4 separate regions of the Sus scrofa genome follow, and regions 2, 3 and 4 are each linked to region 1. Evidence: chromatin contacts called from public HiChIP or PLAC-seq data. All regions are on one chromosome and are shown on one strand. Each heading gives the region's core, a stretch centred on a gene start, on an enhancer-like site or on the middle of the called end of the contact. The rest is flanking DNA. Distances are from core to core; before and after follow the strand shown. Region 1 has its middle 47 kb from the start of RPS6KA1. Region 2 holds the start of PIGV (GPI mannosyltransferase 2). Region 3 holds the start of ZDHHC18 (palmitoyltransferase ZDHHC18). Region 4 holds the start of SFN (stratifin).

The links. HiChIP or PLAC-seq counts read pairs in DNA pulled down with a chosen protein or histone mark.
Region 2: a contact with region 1 is called in an H3K27ac HiChIP or PLAC-seq map of alveolar macrophages. The contact joins the promoter of PIGV here to the enhancer-like site in region 1. A contact is called at or near these places in 33 of 47 Hi-C or Micro-C datasets (adipocytes, adipose tissue, alveolar macrophages and 18 more) and 2 of 2 datasets of contacts at active chromatin or transcription factors (alveolar macrophages and skeletal muscle).
Region 3: a contact with region 1 is called in an H3K27ac HiChIP or PLAC-seq map of alveolar macrophages. The contact joins the promoter of ZDHHC18 here to the enhancer-like site in region 1. A contact is called at or near these places in 3 of 5 promoter capture datasets (fetal skeletal muscle and liver), 4 of 47 Hi-C or Micro-C datasets (blood, epiblast stem cells and retroperitoneal adipose tissue) and 2 of 2 datasets of contacts at active chromatin or transcription factors (alveolar macrophages and skeletal muscle).
Region 4: a contact with region 1 is called in an H3K27ac HiChIP or PLAC-seq map of alveolar macrophages. The contact joins the promoter of SFN here to the enhancer-like site in region 1. A contact is called at or near these places in 29 of 47 Hi-C or Micro-C datasets (adipocytes, adipose tissue, alveolar macrophages and 16 more) and 2 of 2 datasets of contacts at active chromatin or transcription factors (alveolar macrophages and skeletal muscle).

Annotation. Positions count from the first base shown.
Region 1 is chr6:83,950,959-83,954,118 of Sscrofa11.1, reverse strand. No RefSeq gene overlaps it. Among named protein-coding and RNA genes, the nearest start is that of RPS6KA1, 47 kb to the right of the region's middle. Within about 2 kb of position 1,623, at least 25 of the 83 cell types and tissues checked have an H3K27ac peak or open chromatin away from gene starts, as enhancers often do. A contact at or near this core is called in alveolar macrophages, embryonic fibroblasts, liver and 1 more, where this site is marked.
Region 2 is chr6:84,127,794-84,131,264 of Sscrofa11.1, reverse strand. PIGV (GPI mannosyltransferase 2) reads right to left here and starts at 1,354. Exons shown (of 4, transcript XM_003356221.4): 1 at 1,252-1,354.
Region 3 is chr6:84,152,458-84,155,718 of Sscrofa11.1, reverse strand. It overlaps ZDHHC18 (palmitoyltransferase ZDHHC18), which reads right to left and starts at 1,865. Exons shown (of 9, transcript XM_013988799.2): 1 at 1,447-1,865. The coding sequence starts at 1,772.
Region 4 is chr6:84,187,221-84,190,518 of Sscrofa11.1, reverse strand. SFN (stratifin) reads right to left here and starts at 1,998. Exons shown (of 1, transcript NM_001044564.1): 1 at 695-1,998. The coding sequence starts at 1,960. The coding sequence ends at 1,214.

The sequences.
Region 1 (3,160 bases), core at 374-2,873:
AGCTGTGGCATAGGTGGCAGTTGCACCTTGGATTTGATCCCTGGCCTGGGAACGTCCATGTACCACGGGTGCGGCCAAAAAAGAAAAAAAAGAGTCTAGTTTCCTGCTCCCCTGGACACAATGGTTCTTAATATTTTAGGGTTGTCAGCAGACCCCTCTGAGAATCTGATGAAAACCCTGGACATTCTCCTCCCAGAAAATTACATTTATACACCATTTTACATGTAATTTCCACATCCCTGGCAAGCCCATGAACCCAGGTTAAAATCCCGGGTTCTGGGTCTCCTTCAGCTCTGAAGTTTCTGTTAAGCATTCCTGCAACACAGCTACCATTTGTCTCTGCCAGAGCCTTTATTTCTTTTCTTTTCCTTTTTTTTTTTTTGTCTTTTTTGCTATTTCTAGGGCCACTCCCGCAGCATATGGAGGTTCCCAGGCTAGGGGTTGAATCAGAGCTGTAGCCACTGGCCTATGCCAGAGCCACAGCAACTCGGGATCCCAGCTGCGTCTGCAACCTACACCACAGTTCACGGCAACACTGGATCCTTAACCCACTAATCGAGGCGAGGGATCGAACCTGCAACCTCATGGTTCCTAGTCGGATTCGTTAACCACTGAGCCACAACGGGAAAGCCTCTTCTTTTTTTTTTTTTTTTTTTTTTTTGACAACACCTACGGCATGCAAAAATTCCCAGGCCAGGGATCAGAACCTGCTCCACAGCAGAGTCACAGCAGGGACAATGGCAGATTCTTAACCACCAAGGAACTCCTAGTGCCTTTACTTTTATAACCATCTGAGGATCGTTTGTAGATGAGGAAACTGTAGTTCAGTGAGGCCAAGTGACTTGACCAAGATCACACAGGTAAGAAGATTCTGTAATGGGTGAGTGACTCTAGGCCCGTCCCAGGTGCAGGCCTCAGGCCAGCTCAAGCATGCGTCATCTGCTCCTCGAGTTCTCAGTTCAGCCCACAGCCCGAGGGGTGGGTGTGGAGCGGAAGAAGGGAAGAGAAACAGAGGAAATTACTTATAAAAAGAAGTTTCAGATTGAGTCATAAACAGGAGTTCTAACTCAGAGAGAAGCTCTGGGGTAGGAGAGGAAAAGAGAGAGAAGGTCCTTATGAGACAGCTCCTTCTCTCCCCATGGGAAAAAGATGCTCAGATGAATTGACCTGTATCCCTGCTCTGAACTTGGTTCTCTCTGCCTGAAATAGGGAGGGGAAAAGAGAGAGAGGGAGGGGGAGAACGGAGAAGTTGGAGGCTGTGCTCTGGGAGGAGGGAGTGGGTAGCAGCCAACACGTGGTAAGCATGTCCTATGTGTCAGGCCTGTGCCATGAGCTTCTGAAGCAGTACTTAGTTTAGTCTTCACCAAAGAGTAGATGCTATCACTAATTCCCATTTTAAAGATGGGGAAATCAAGGCAGAAAGGTTAAATGACTTGCGCGAGGTCACCCTTGGATTCTGGGTTAGAATCCAAGCAAAGTTGGATTCTAACCCAGAAATGCTTATATTTCAAGAAAAAAAAGAACAAAAAACAAAAAAACCAGGACAGCCCTGACCCAAGAGTCTGCGCTTAACCACAGCTGTAGATGGCTTCCTAGTTGCCGTTTGCTAGTAGGTTGCCGTTTGCTTGTAACCAGTGGCTCTGTAGACACACCCTCTCTCTTAACGCTCACAACAGCCCTGTTTGGCAGGTGGGGAAACCTCAGAGCAGTGAAATGATTTCCCCAAGAACAGGTCAATGTTGGGGCAGAGGTGTGATTGCAGGTCTGTTTGACTTCAAGTCCAGCAGGGCTCTGTTCCCACCACCCCTCCTGCCTTCAAGGATAAGTAGGCCAGGAGGAGGGGGGACCCACTGCACAGTCCTGGGGACGGGGATGGCCTGAGACACCCTCCTGCTCACCTTCACGTCTTTCTTGACAGCACAGTCTTAGTGTGGACACTTTGCCTGGGTTTGCTGCTGCCTTCACGGGGGGTGGGGCTGGGGGTGGGAGTGTCATTTAGTTTCCCTCTTGCTACTGCTGAGTCATCTCTCCCTCGAGTCCTTGGAGTTAGTGGGAACCCCCCCCCTCCCCGAGAAATGGAAGCTACTCAGAAGACCTCAGTTCAAAGTGGAGGAACTTTCCGGCCGCGTGGGGAACTGCCCTGTGATGTGGTGGGGTCACCGCAGTCGCTGGTGGTTTTAAACAGAACCTGGATAATCCTCTGTGGGAGATTCCTGTTGTGGGTGGAGACTGGGTCTGGGCCTTCAGAGCCCTTTTGACTGTGAGATTTTGTGAGTCACTGTGGGATGAAATTTAGCCCATGCAGAAAGGTGGCATGGTATCAGCTTTGGGACCAAACAGACCTGGGCTGGAAACCTTGCTGGGGGCCTGGGGGCAAGTTTCCTTTCTTAGCTTCAGTTTCCTTGTTCTGAGATGGAAATGAGCAAATCGCCTTATGAGATCGCTGTGAGTATTAGGGGTGACGTTTATTGTGCTCAGTATAAAGCAAGAACTCAATAAATCATGCCTGCTGTCATAGCCACTAAATGAAAGGCCAAATCAAGGATTAAATCCATGTGTTAACCAAAGTACCAATGTTTGGATGCTTCACATTTGTGGGAAACCAGCCTTTCCTCTGAGGGTGCCTTTTCAGAAATAATCATGAAAAACACAAAACGTGAAGTGGGTAAAATGCAAGAAAAATTGAGAACTGGAGACTCAGAGGGGGTGTGTAAAATCATCTAAACAGTCTCCTATGGGGATCAGGCATCTCCTCTAAGATCTTGTCAAGTCTCATTAGTTCTCTGCACACGCAGGTCAGGCGATGGGGAACTCACTACCTTCTGAGACTCCATAGGAAACTCCCCAAATTCCCCAACTTGTTCTCTGCTGTTTGCCAGCCGGGAAATATAACTTTCTAACAACTACATCCCTTGATTGAAACCAGCCCCCAATATTATAGGACCCTTTCTGACCACATGGCTGGCTGAGGGGAAGAGGGGCAACCAGACAGGCCTAAGGAGCATGGAAGGAGATCTTGGGCATCCTGGAAGCAGAGAGCTGTTAAGAGTGAGTTTCAGAACCACCCAGACTTCGCCTTGAGTTCTGTTCTGCCACAGAGCTGTGTCCTTGGGCAAATCTTTTTTTTTAAATTATTTTATTTATTTATTTATTCAATCAC
Region 2 (3,471 bases), core at 105-2,604, 180 kb before region 1:
ACAGTTCCAATATCTGACTCGCTGAATCGAAAGGATTCGCGGGAACAGGCACAGCCAGCCTCACACGTCCGCTGGTTGCCTATCCTAGCGTTTATTCACTTTTTCCCTTCTTTCACTTCCCACCCACATGCAGAGGAGTTGGGAACAGAAGAGCACGTAACCCACCTCTGCCTCTTCACCAGGCTTCCATTCTTCCTTTCCTCTCTCTAGAGTCAAGCTCTAGACCCAGCGACAACAGAAGACGTGCAGCCTACCCTTAACTTACAGGTAAACCGAGTGAAAATAAAACCAGTGAGCTCCCTCTCTGCTCATTGAGGGCCTCACTTCCCAACAACCCCTCTAACGAAATCACAGATTCTGAACTGGCAGGGCACTTAGAGAGCAACCAGTTTTACCCTGTTTTCCTGTGAGATAAATATGCCCAGGGTAATAAAATCTCCAGAGTTTTTCCACCAGAGATCTCATTACACCCCATGAGGCCTGTGTAATTACAATCGCCATTTTATGGATGTGGAAACTGAGGCTCGCTGGGGTCAGGTGGCACAGCCAAAGCAATATTTAAAGAGAATGTCTTTTCTTTTCCTTTTTTTCCCTTCTGAAACCTCATAGTCTACCAGCCCTCACTCCTGCCAAAAGGGTTGCAGTCTTCCAGAAACTGGATTACAAGCCGGGTCTCCAAGCCCAGTACTTGTCTGACAGCGCAAGCTCTTGCTGTTTGTACTCAAGGCAGGGAGGGCCCAATCTGGGCCGATAGGAAAACCTGTGGAATTGGAGCCCTAGTTTCTCTGGATAAGATTAACATCCTCTGTGGGGTAGGGAGGTCGCTCTGACCCAAGGTCCTCAGGACCAGAGGTTTTGCTAGCTGCCGCGAGGCAGAGGCCATCTTTCCCAAGCCCAGCCGGGTCCGAAGCCCGTTCTCGCGTTCTCCTTTTCGGACGTAGTCCCAACCAGGGACTGGGCATCTCCTCTCCACAAAGGGGACACGGCTCAGCGGTTAACTCCCGAGGGAACCGGTGGGGCCCGGTCCGGCCTAGGGCCGGAAGGCAGGGGCGGGCTGCAGGCTGTAAAGGAAGAGGCGGCACTGGGAGGCCGCTATGGCGGAGGGGCGGGGCTCCTCGCTTCTCGCGGCCTCCGCCTCATTTCCCTCGGCCTCCGTTTGACAACTTCCCTCCCCCTGGAACTCCTAGGCTCCCAAGCTGGCGCCGGGTCCCCGGCACCCGCTGCTCTCAACCTCCCAGGCGGGGCCCGAACCTTAGCTCGTCCATCCGGGGCCCCGAGCGGTCGCGCCTGCGCACTGGCTCCGCCGATGGCGGCCCCGCCCCGCTCCTGCCGGGATTCTGAGCTGCCCCGCCCCCCTCCGCGGCGGCCATGTTGACTCCGGGCGAGTGGGGCGGGGACGAAGGATCTCGCGGTTCCGCGCCAACCCCACCCCCACCCCACCCCCGCATTGGCACCTTCCTGCCTTGGTGACACCTGAGGAATTCCAACTCCTCAAGCCCCTTCCCCCGCCTTCATTTAGCCCGTCGGGGCTGCTGGCTTAGAGTCGATGCTCTTGGCCCAGTTCCGCCCCGCAAACACCAACTGAGTTGCCCTGTGGGCCGAGGCTCTCGGAGTTGGGGGCTGCCCTGCGGCCTCTTCGCAGAAGCCCGAGCCGCACTTTCCCTGCTGTTCGGCAACAACAGGTCAGCACAGGGCCTGGAGCAATAGCTGTTCTTCTTTGAATAGAAAAAGAAGCCTTTTGGGGTTTCTGTGGCCAGCAGCGGCACCGTGCGTCCTGGTTGTGAAGAAAGTGGGGGTTCCCCCTGGCTTTCCCCTCCTCCAGCTACTAAAGACCTGTCCTGCTTCGGTCCTCAGCCCCAGCTCAGGTGACTAATGAGGATGGTGAAGGAAACTTTAGAGGACCCCCCCACACCGCCCCGGGACTCCTTCAAGCAGTTTCTCTCGTAGGAAGCGGGGCCAAAAAAGAAAAAAAAAAAAGAAGAAGCAGCTAACTCAACAAAACTGTCTGTTAGGGAGGAGCGGCCAGTTGGTGCCCCTGTAACGGAAACTGTTAGAACAACTTTGCACCCTCCTTAAAGGAAATAGATAATAAATCCTTCTCCGTTGGTGGATTTCTCATTTCTCAGGATTCCAAAGCCCTCTGTGGTTTCAGTTATCTGCCCTCCAAACGAAGCTAGGGTCTGTGTTAGCTTCTGGCCACAGCCCTGGCTGAGGGAGGGGTTTATCTTCCGCAGCAGCTAATAGGGTGGGAACAAAAGAACTGTTTGCTATCTCTCCAAGCAATGACAACTAGCCCACAGCAGTTCTGGGGGGCCAGAGACTGGATCTTTTGATTCTTTATTGCTCATTTTAGGTCCTGAGACCTAAACTTCCTCAGGTTTTGTTGCGTTTAAGGTGGATAAATCACATTTTCATCCTGGTGTGTTGGAGGAGAAGGGGTAAAATGGAGTTTAAAAGACTCTTCTCCCAGGTTTTATGGTGACATACCTTGTTCTCAAAAGCTCCAGAGGCATGTGAGTGAATCAGCAAAGCTGTGGGGCACACTGCTGACTGGGGCCTAAGGTTGTGGCTTGAATCTCTAGAAGTCTATGAGGCTCCAAGCAGCACTCTGTTTGCAGAAACAAAATTGAGAAATGAACTATCCTTCCTTTGTGAGAAAGACATGCATTCTTAAGGTTCCCTCTGTCCACATCAAGTTTCCTCAAAAATCTATTTGTAAAAAGGACAGGGGCCTCTTCTGACAAGTCAGAATGTTTTCTAAAGCTCAGCTGTCATCCTTCAGATCTTCAGCTCTACTTTCTTGCAATTTCTCCTTCCTTTCCTTCTCAACTACCCACCCCCTCCTCTTCCGCTCTGTTTCCTGTTTCATTTTCTGGCTCCTGCTCCGACTGGAAAACAAGGAAGCTGAATCTCTGCTCTGAAAGCTCTGGCTTATCAGAATGGAAGAAGACTAGGTGGGATGGGAGGGGGGTTCTGGGCCTCCAAGGCTGTGAGTAAGTAGTGGAGGAGGCAGCTCACTCCAGTCTGCGTTTAGAGTCTGCAGCTAAAATGGAGCCTGTATCTACACGGGGAACCAGCTGAGCGGCCAGCACTGTGGGAGAGCCAGGGAGGCAGAGATGTATCCCAGGGCTCCCAAATTATTCTCCACCACCCAGCCACTTATATTAAGAAGGAAATACCAAAGGAAAAAAAAAAAAAAAAAAGCAGCAGCAAATATCCTACACCACCAAGAAAAACTCTCATAATTCAAATTCCCAACTGAACAATGCAAGCGGTGCATTACTATTAGTAGGGTCCTAGAATGTAAGAGTTACATTTCTGTTTCTTGAACTTGCCTGGCTCTGATCTTGCTGTTTACCATGCTTGAAATGCTTCACTGCCAACCACCCCTTGGCCAGCCCACTACATTCAGGTCTTAGCTGAAAAGACCTGAACAAAGAGCTGATAAAGATGGGCTATTATAACTCTCTA
Region 3 (3,261 bases), core at 616-3,115, 200 kb before region 1:
CCAGATAAAAACTTAGGTACATGACTTCACATTACCCGTGTGACAACCTGAGGGGGTGGGTACTATTATAAACCCCATCTTATAGATGAGGAAGCTGGGATCTGAGAAGTGAAGTGACTGCCCCGAAGTCACACACTGAGTGCATGATGGGCCCGAGATTTAACCAGCTTTGTTAGCTGCAGAGATGGAGTTCTTAGCCACCTGTATAACTAAGACCACAGAGGATGGGTAGAACTAGGAGGGGAAAGTGGGGTTCATGTAGTATGGGGTGGGTGGGCAAGGAATCAGGACACAGGTGGCTCAAGCTAGCAACCAAGGGTAGAGTGGAAAACTCTGCATACCAACATGTGATCCTGGTAAAGCGACAAGCATCCCCCCCTCCATCCATGACATGGAGAATACTGTGTGGGCCAATCTTGGGTCCCTGGGGTTATAAAGAGGTCAAGAACCCATGGGGACAAATATGACCTGTCACATGAAAATATTCTCGCCTCTTGAAAAATAGCAAGGCACTGCAGCTGTTCCTGCCGTGAACAGGACAGAGGGTGCTCCGGAGCACTGGGAAGGGAAAGGAAGCCAGGAGTCAGGAGGTGGGGGGCAGGGGCCTGGGAGATGTCTGGGGGGACTGGGGGAGGCAGGGGTAAGGACAGGAAGCTCTGGAACAAAAAATAAGGAAGGTGCTGGAGAGGAAAGGGGAGGCCTGAGTGGCCCAAAGATGTTTGAGGGCCTAGAGAGAGAATGGCCAAGGGGAAAACAGGGGTGGGGGGGCAGTGCTGAGAGTGGAGAGGGGACCTAGAGGGACCTTGGAGGGATCCTGGAAGATGGCCTTGAAATTTCAAAGGGGAGAATATGGCCAAAGGATAAGGAAGAAATTCAAAAACTGTCTGGAAGGGATATAAAGAAAAGATGCCCCACGGGGTCCGAAAGAAACTAGAAGGCAGGCAAGGGGATAGGTGAGGAGAGGGGATCCATCCAAGGAGCTGGGGGGCCTGGTGCAGGCTCTGAGAGGGCAGAGAGGATGGGGGCCTCGAGGCACATGGGAGGGCCATGTTCCTGGCAGAGGCCAGCAAAGGCAGAGTGCCAGGGAAGGATGGGGGTGCTAGGGAGGGGCCGGAGGACCAGCTTAGATGGCGATCCAAACTAGCATGGGAGGATGACCAGTCTGGGAGGGCTGGAGGGGACCCGGAAGGACAGACAGAAGATAAGGAGATTGGAGAGGCCTGAGGGCAGATTCTGAGAAGCACAGGGAGGATGCGGCCCGGGAGGAGCCTGGCAGGTGCTGGGAAGGGCAGAGTGCCCCGGGAGGTGGGAGAGCCCAGCAGGGGACCAAAGGGGCTGGAGCGCCCAGAGAGGCCTGAGCAAGGGGGGTGCGCCCCAGGGGTCAAAGGGGACCGGAGGGAATGGGGCGCCTCAGGGGGCGGGGACGCGGGGCGCCGCCAAACTCACTCGAAGACGAAGAAGAGGACGGTGGTGGTGAGGATGAGCAGCAGCGTGAGGGCGAAGACGCCGCCGTGGCCGGCGAGCATGAGGCGGCCGCCGCAGTAGAAGCGGTTGCGGCCCGGGAACACCTCCCACTTGCGCCGCGGGCGGCGGCCGATGCTGCCGCTGCCACTGCCGCTGCCACTGCCGCTCCAGCGCGGCGCGGCGGCGGCGGGCGGCGGGGGCCCGGGGCCCGGGCCGGGGGGCGCGGCGGGGCCGGGGCGCCGCGCCCCGGGGGAGGCGGGCGGCGGAGCGGCCCCGGGGCTGATCTGCTGGTACTCACAGTCCTTCATGCGGCCAGCCGCGGACCTCGGCTCCGCGCCCCGCGGGCCGGCCGGGCCGCACCGGGACCGGGGCCGAGCAGAGGAGGCGGTGGCGGCGGCGGCGGCGGCGGCGGCGGCGCGCGCGGCGCTCGCTCGCAGGGGGCGGCCCCACGGCCGCCCTGCCCCGCCCCGCGCGGCCTCCCGCCGCAGCGCCCCCTCCGCCCGGGGCCGGGATGGCGCACGGGCCAGCGGCCCGGTCCTGACCCAGGGCCCTGGCCAATACCCTGCCGCCCGATGCCTGCTGCACAAGGATGGCGCAGCAGAGGCGCGTTCGGGACTCTTTCTCTTCTTTTGCGATTAAACCCTTTGTCGGGCGTCCCCTGTGTGCCAGGCACCGTGCCAAGCGCCGAGATTCAAGAGGTGGATTTCGTGATCTACTTCTGGGCATCTGTATTTCCAGGGTCAGGCTTTACCCATCTCTGATGACTTGCTGGACAGGCATTTGAGAGGCAGGCAGGGGGGCAGAAGGGGACACAATCCGCTTTGAAAGCGAGCGGCTTGTTCACTACGGTCTTGAAGTTCAACGTGCCAAAGGAGGAAGTACGGCACGTCCTCTGTCCTCCCTCGCCCAGCTCTGCGGTCCAGCTTTCCTATCACCTAATGCAGGGTTGATACCACAGGGCCCAAGTGGTTCTTCAAGAATTCCGAGTGTATTAGTTTTCTATTGGTGGGTAACAAAGTACCACAAATTTAGTGGTTTAAAACACCAGGTTTTGTATCTCACAGTTTCCAGGTCAGAAGCTGCAGCACAGCTTAGCTGAGTCCTTTCCTCAGTCTCAGAAGGCTGCAGTCAAGGTGTCAGCAAGGCTCATGCCCCTCTGGAGACCCAGCTGGAGAAGAGAACACCTGCAAACCCGCTCAGGTTTTGTTGGCAGAAAACTATTTCCTTGTGACTTCTGACTGAGGGCTGGGATTTTTGCTGGCTGTCAGCTAGAGGCCTCTCTGAGGTCCCAGCGGCCACTTGCGGTTCCTTGAGGTCACACAGTTCCTTGCCCTGCGGTTTTTGCCAGTATGGCCAGTTACTTCGCCAAGCCCACGAGGAGAGGCTCTAGCTCCAGTCTGCTAACACCCAATTTTATATAACCTAACTTACCTATGTAACGGGAGTGACAGCCCAGCGTTCTCACCATATTCTACAGGTTAGAAGCAAGTCACAAGCCCCACTTGAGCTTAAGAGGAGAGGATCACACGAATGAGTGAATACCGGGAGGCAGGAATCACTGAGGCTCACCTTAGGGTCTGTCCGCCACACTGGGGTTACTAGAAAACCTAAAGAAACGTATAGGCAGAGAGAGTTGGAGACTGGAATAGGAGAGAATAAGAGAGGAAGTTGGAATACGGGATGTGGAGGGGTAGAAAGGCAGTAACAGTGACCTCAAGGATCGCTCATTGTTGGGAGTTCCCGTTGTGGCTCAGTGGTTAACGAATCCGACTAGGAACCATGAGGTTGCATGTTCAA
Region 4 (3,298 bases), core at 749-3,248, 240 kb before region 1:
CGGCCCTCTGAACAGCTTCCTCCCGTGATTGGATGACATGAGCCTCGGGCCCGCCCCCAGCCTCCTACTGTGAAGGCCGGACCAAGCGAAAGGCAAGTTGCTGTTGGGAGCGGAGGCTGCGGTCTTGGCGGGCGAAGACCGGACCTGCTCCCTGCGGCCCTTCCCACTTAGCCTTCGCCTCCTCCTCACCGGCCCATGTCATTTTGTCCCCTTCTCCGAACGCTGGGGGCAGTCCTCATATCTGGGCTTTTAATGGCGGCGTCATACCCCTGCTCCAGGTCGTATTCCCCTCCGCTCAGATTTGAGCACCTGAGACTCTTTCCCGCTCTCAGATCTGGGGTGTTCTGCGCCGCTCACCACAGCGATCCCCTGCGGCGCTGGCTTCAGACCGCACACCTGAGACTGCACTGATTGCTTGTTCCTGACACCTGAGCTCTTCAGCTTCCCGCCCCACGAACCCGGCAAAGGAACCTCAAAGCCGCCTTTGCGCTCACCCGCCACCCCTCCACCCTCCGAGATCAGACCAGCTTGTTGATGGTGAGAGCTGGAGCCTCAGCCTCTCTCCTGGAGTCACTGGCTTCCAGTCTTGCCTACAGGTCACTGAGCCAGCCCTGTGGGAGCTCAGGGTCTCTGTAAATCATGCACCTATTCCTGATCCGTCCCTCCGCAATAAGTGGAAAAGTCAGGAGGAGTGTCACAGGGGAACTTTATTGAGAGGAAACATGGTCACACCCAGCAGACATGATTTCCCTCTCATCCTCGGTCTTGTTGGCTGCGCAGGCGCGCACACACACTCTAGCGCTCGCGCGCGCTCTCTCGCTCTCGCTCTCTCTCATCTACAGTCTCTGCCACACAGTTCAGCTCTCAGCCACAAGGGTGGGACACTCCTCAATTCCTAAGATCCAGAGGCAGGGGGGCAGGAGCGGGGAATCAGGAGGAAGTGGCTGGGCTCAGGGGAGGGGTCTGGGCGGGGTGCAGAGAGCGGGTCAGGGTGGGACGACCAGTGGTCGGAGCACCTGACAGCTGCAGGAAGCTTGGAATCCTCCGGCTCCAGGTGGCCTCAGCTCTGCTGGTTCCTCTCCGTGGAGCCTTTTTGAGCTGGGGCAGGGCATCTGGGGAGAAGGGTTGGGCTTCCCACCCCATACAAGTCCTCTCTGCCAAGAGTGGGGGACTGGAGCAGGCAGGGCAGGGCAGGGAGGGCGGCGGGTGCGGCTCAGCTCTGGGGCTCCTCAGGCGCCTCGCCCCCCTCTTCCCCGGCGTTGTCGGCGGTCCACAGCGTCAGGTTGTCCCGCAGCAGCTGCATGATGAGGGTGCTGTCTTTGTAGGAGTCCTCGCTGAGAGTGTGCAGGTCAGCCATGGCCTCGTCGAAGGTGGTCTTGGCCAGGGAGATGGCCTCCTCTGGGCTGTTGGCGATCTCATAGTGGAAGACAGAAAAGTTCAGGGCCAGGCCCAGGCGGATGGGGTTGGTGGGTGGCATCTCTTTCTTGCTGATGTCCATGGCCTCCTGGTAGGCGGAGCGGGCTGAGTCGATGATGCGCTTCTTGTCGTCCCCCGTGGCCACCTCGGCCAGGTAACGGTAGTAGTCACCCTTCATTTTCAGGTAGAAGACCCGACTCTCCGCGTCACCGGCCTCCTTGATGAGATGGGTGTTCAGCAAGCCAAGCACCGTGTCACACACACCCCGGAGCTCCTTCTCCACCTTCTCCCGATATTCTCGCACCTCAGGGCCCTTCTCTTCCGAGCCTTCCTCATTGCTCTTCTGCTCAATACTGGACAGGACCCTCCACGCAGCCCGCTGACCACCCACCACATTCTTGTAGGCCACTGAGAGCAGGTTGCGCTCTTCGCAAGACAGCTCCTCACCCTTTTCCACGGCGCTCTTCATGAAGGCTGCCATGTCCTCATAGCGTTCAGCCTGCTCGGCCAACTTGGCCTTCTGGATCACACTGGCTCTCTCCATGGCTCTGGGGACAGACAGATGGGCAGGTGGAGAGCTAACTGGCTGCCTCGGGACCAAGGCCGGATTCTGCGCCTCTCCGGCTGCCTGCCTGCCTTTTGGCTGGAAGGCCAGGCCCGGAGAAGGGTGGGGAGGGGCAGAGGGCGGGCCCAGGACTTGCCTCCCTCTCCTCTCCCCCCTCCCCCCACACCCTTTCCGCCTCTTCCTTAAAGGTAAAAGGGCTGGGATGTGGGGGGGTGAGTCATCCTGACTGTCAGCAGGAGAAATTTGGGCGTTGGCTCCACCTGCACCGATACCTTTCCAGGCTCCAGGCTGCCGCCTCTGGGTCAGGGCTTCCATTATATGGGTGCACACGTTAGGGAGCTGCCCCAGTTTCTCAAATCAGATCCCTCTTCACTGCATCCTTCCTGGGGCTCAGGATGGCTTCAGCTACCTGGCCACTATGGACCTAGGCAGAGCCCATAAAGCCAGGTGCAGGAGAAGGGGGTGCCTAATCTGGCCAGGAGTGGTTCCTCCACTGGTTTAGGTGAAATAACTCATTGTCTAGGTAGGGCTATAGTTTCCCAAGCACCTCATACCCATGGTCTAACTTAATCCCTGCTATCTTGGTGAGATGGGCAGGGCTGTGGCTACTACTCCCACTGTAGAGAGGGGAATACTGAGGCTCAGAGAGGGATGAGATTTGCTCAAGGTCACACAGTTACTAAGTTGGACTTCTCTCCCATTCAGGCTTCTGACTTGTGAGCTCCAGACTGTATTTAGAAGGGAGATGTAGGCTTCTTCTGGAGTCTACCTGAAATGCTTACACCCCACCCCCCAACTCCTCTCTCCCCCTCAGGTCCCATCCCTTCTGAGCTCCCAGAATGCACAGGTGGCAGCTTTCAGGGTGCCACTTAATGAGGTGTTTAACGAGCAGCCTCTGACGCTCCAGCCCAGCCTTTGTAATTAGTCACCCAGTAGGTTTTTTGGATACCTTCCCCATCACAGCACAATTTTCCCTTTCAAGTTGGTGGCCTGTTGCCACTTGTGTGAGGACTTACCCTCTGGCTCTCCACGCCAGGTTACCTGCCACCACCCCCCCCGCCCCGCAAGCCGCCTGCCATCATGTATCAGTGGGGCTCACAGAGGGTGGGGACCCAGCTCACTAGCTGTCCCACTTTCCTGCCTGAATCAGCCTGCCCTTTGTCAGAGGCTAGGAAGAAGGCCGCCTGGGTGCTCAGCCCAGTGCGGCTGCGGGGGGAACTGAGAAAAAGGAGGCAGCCATGACACATGCCATTTTGTTTTAGGGGGCAGCTGTCCCCTCTGAGTGCTCCCTTCCCCAGCCTCTCTCTCAGAAGTTTC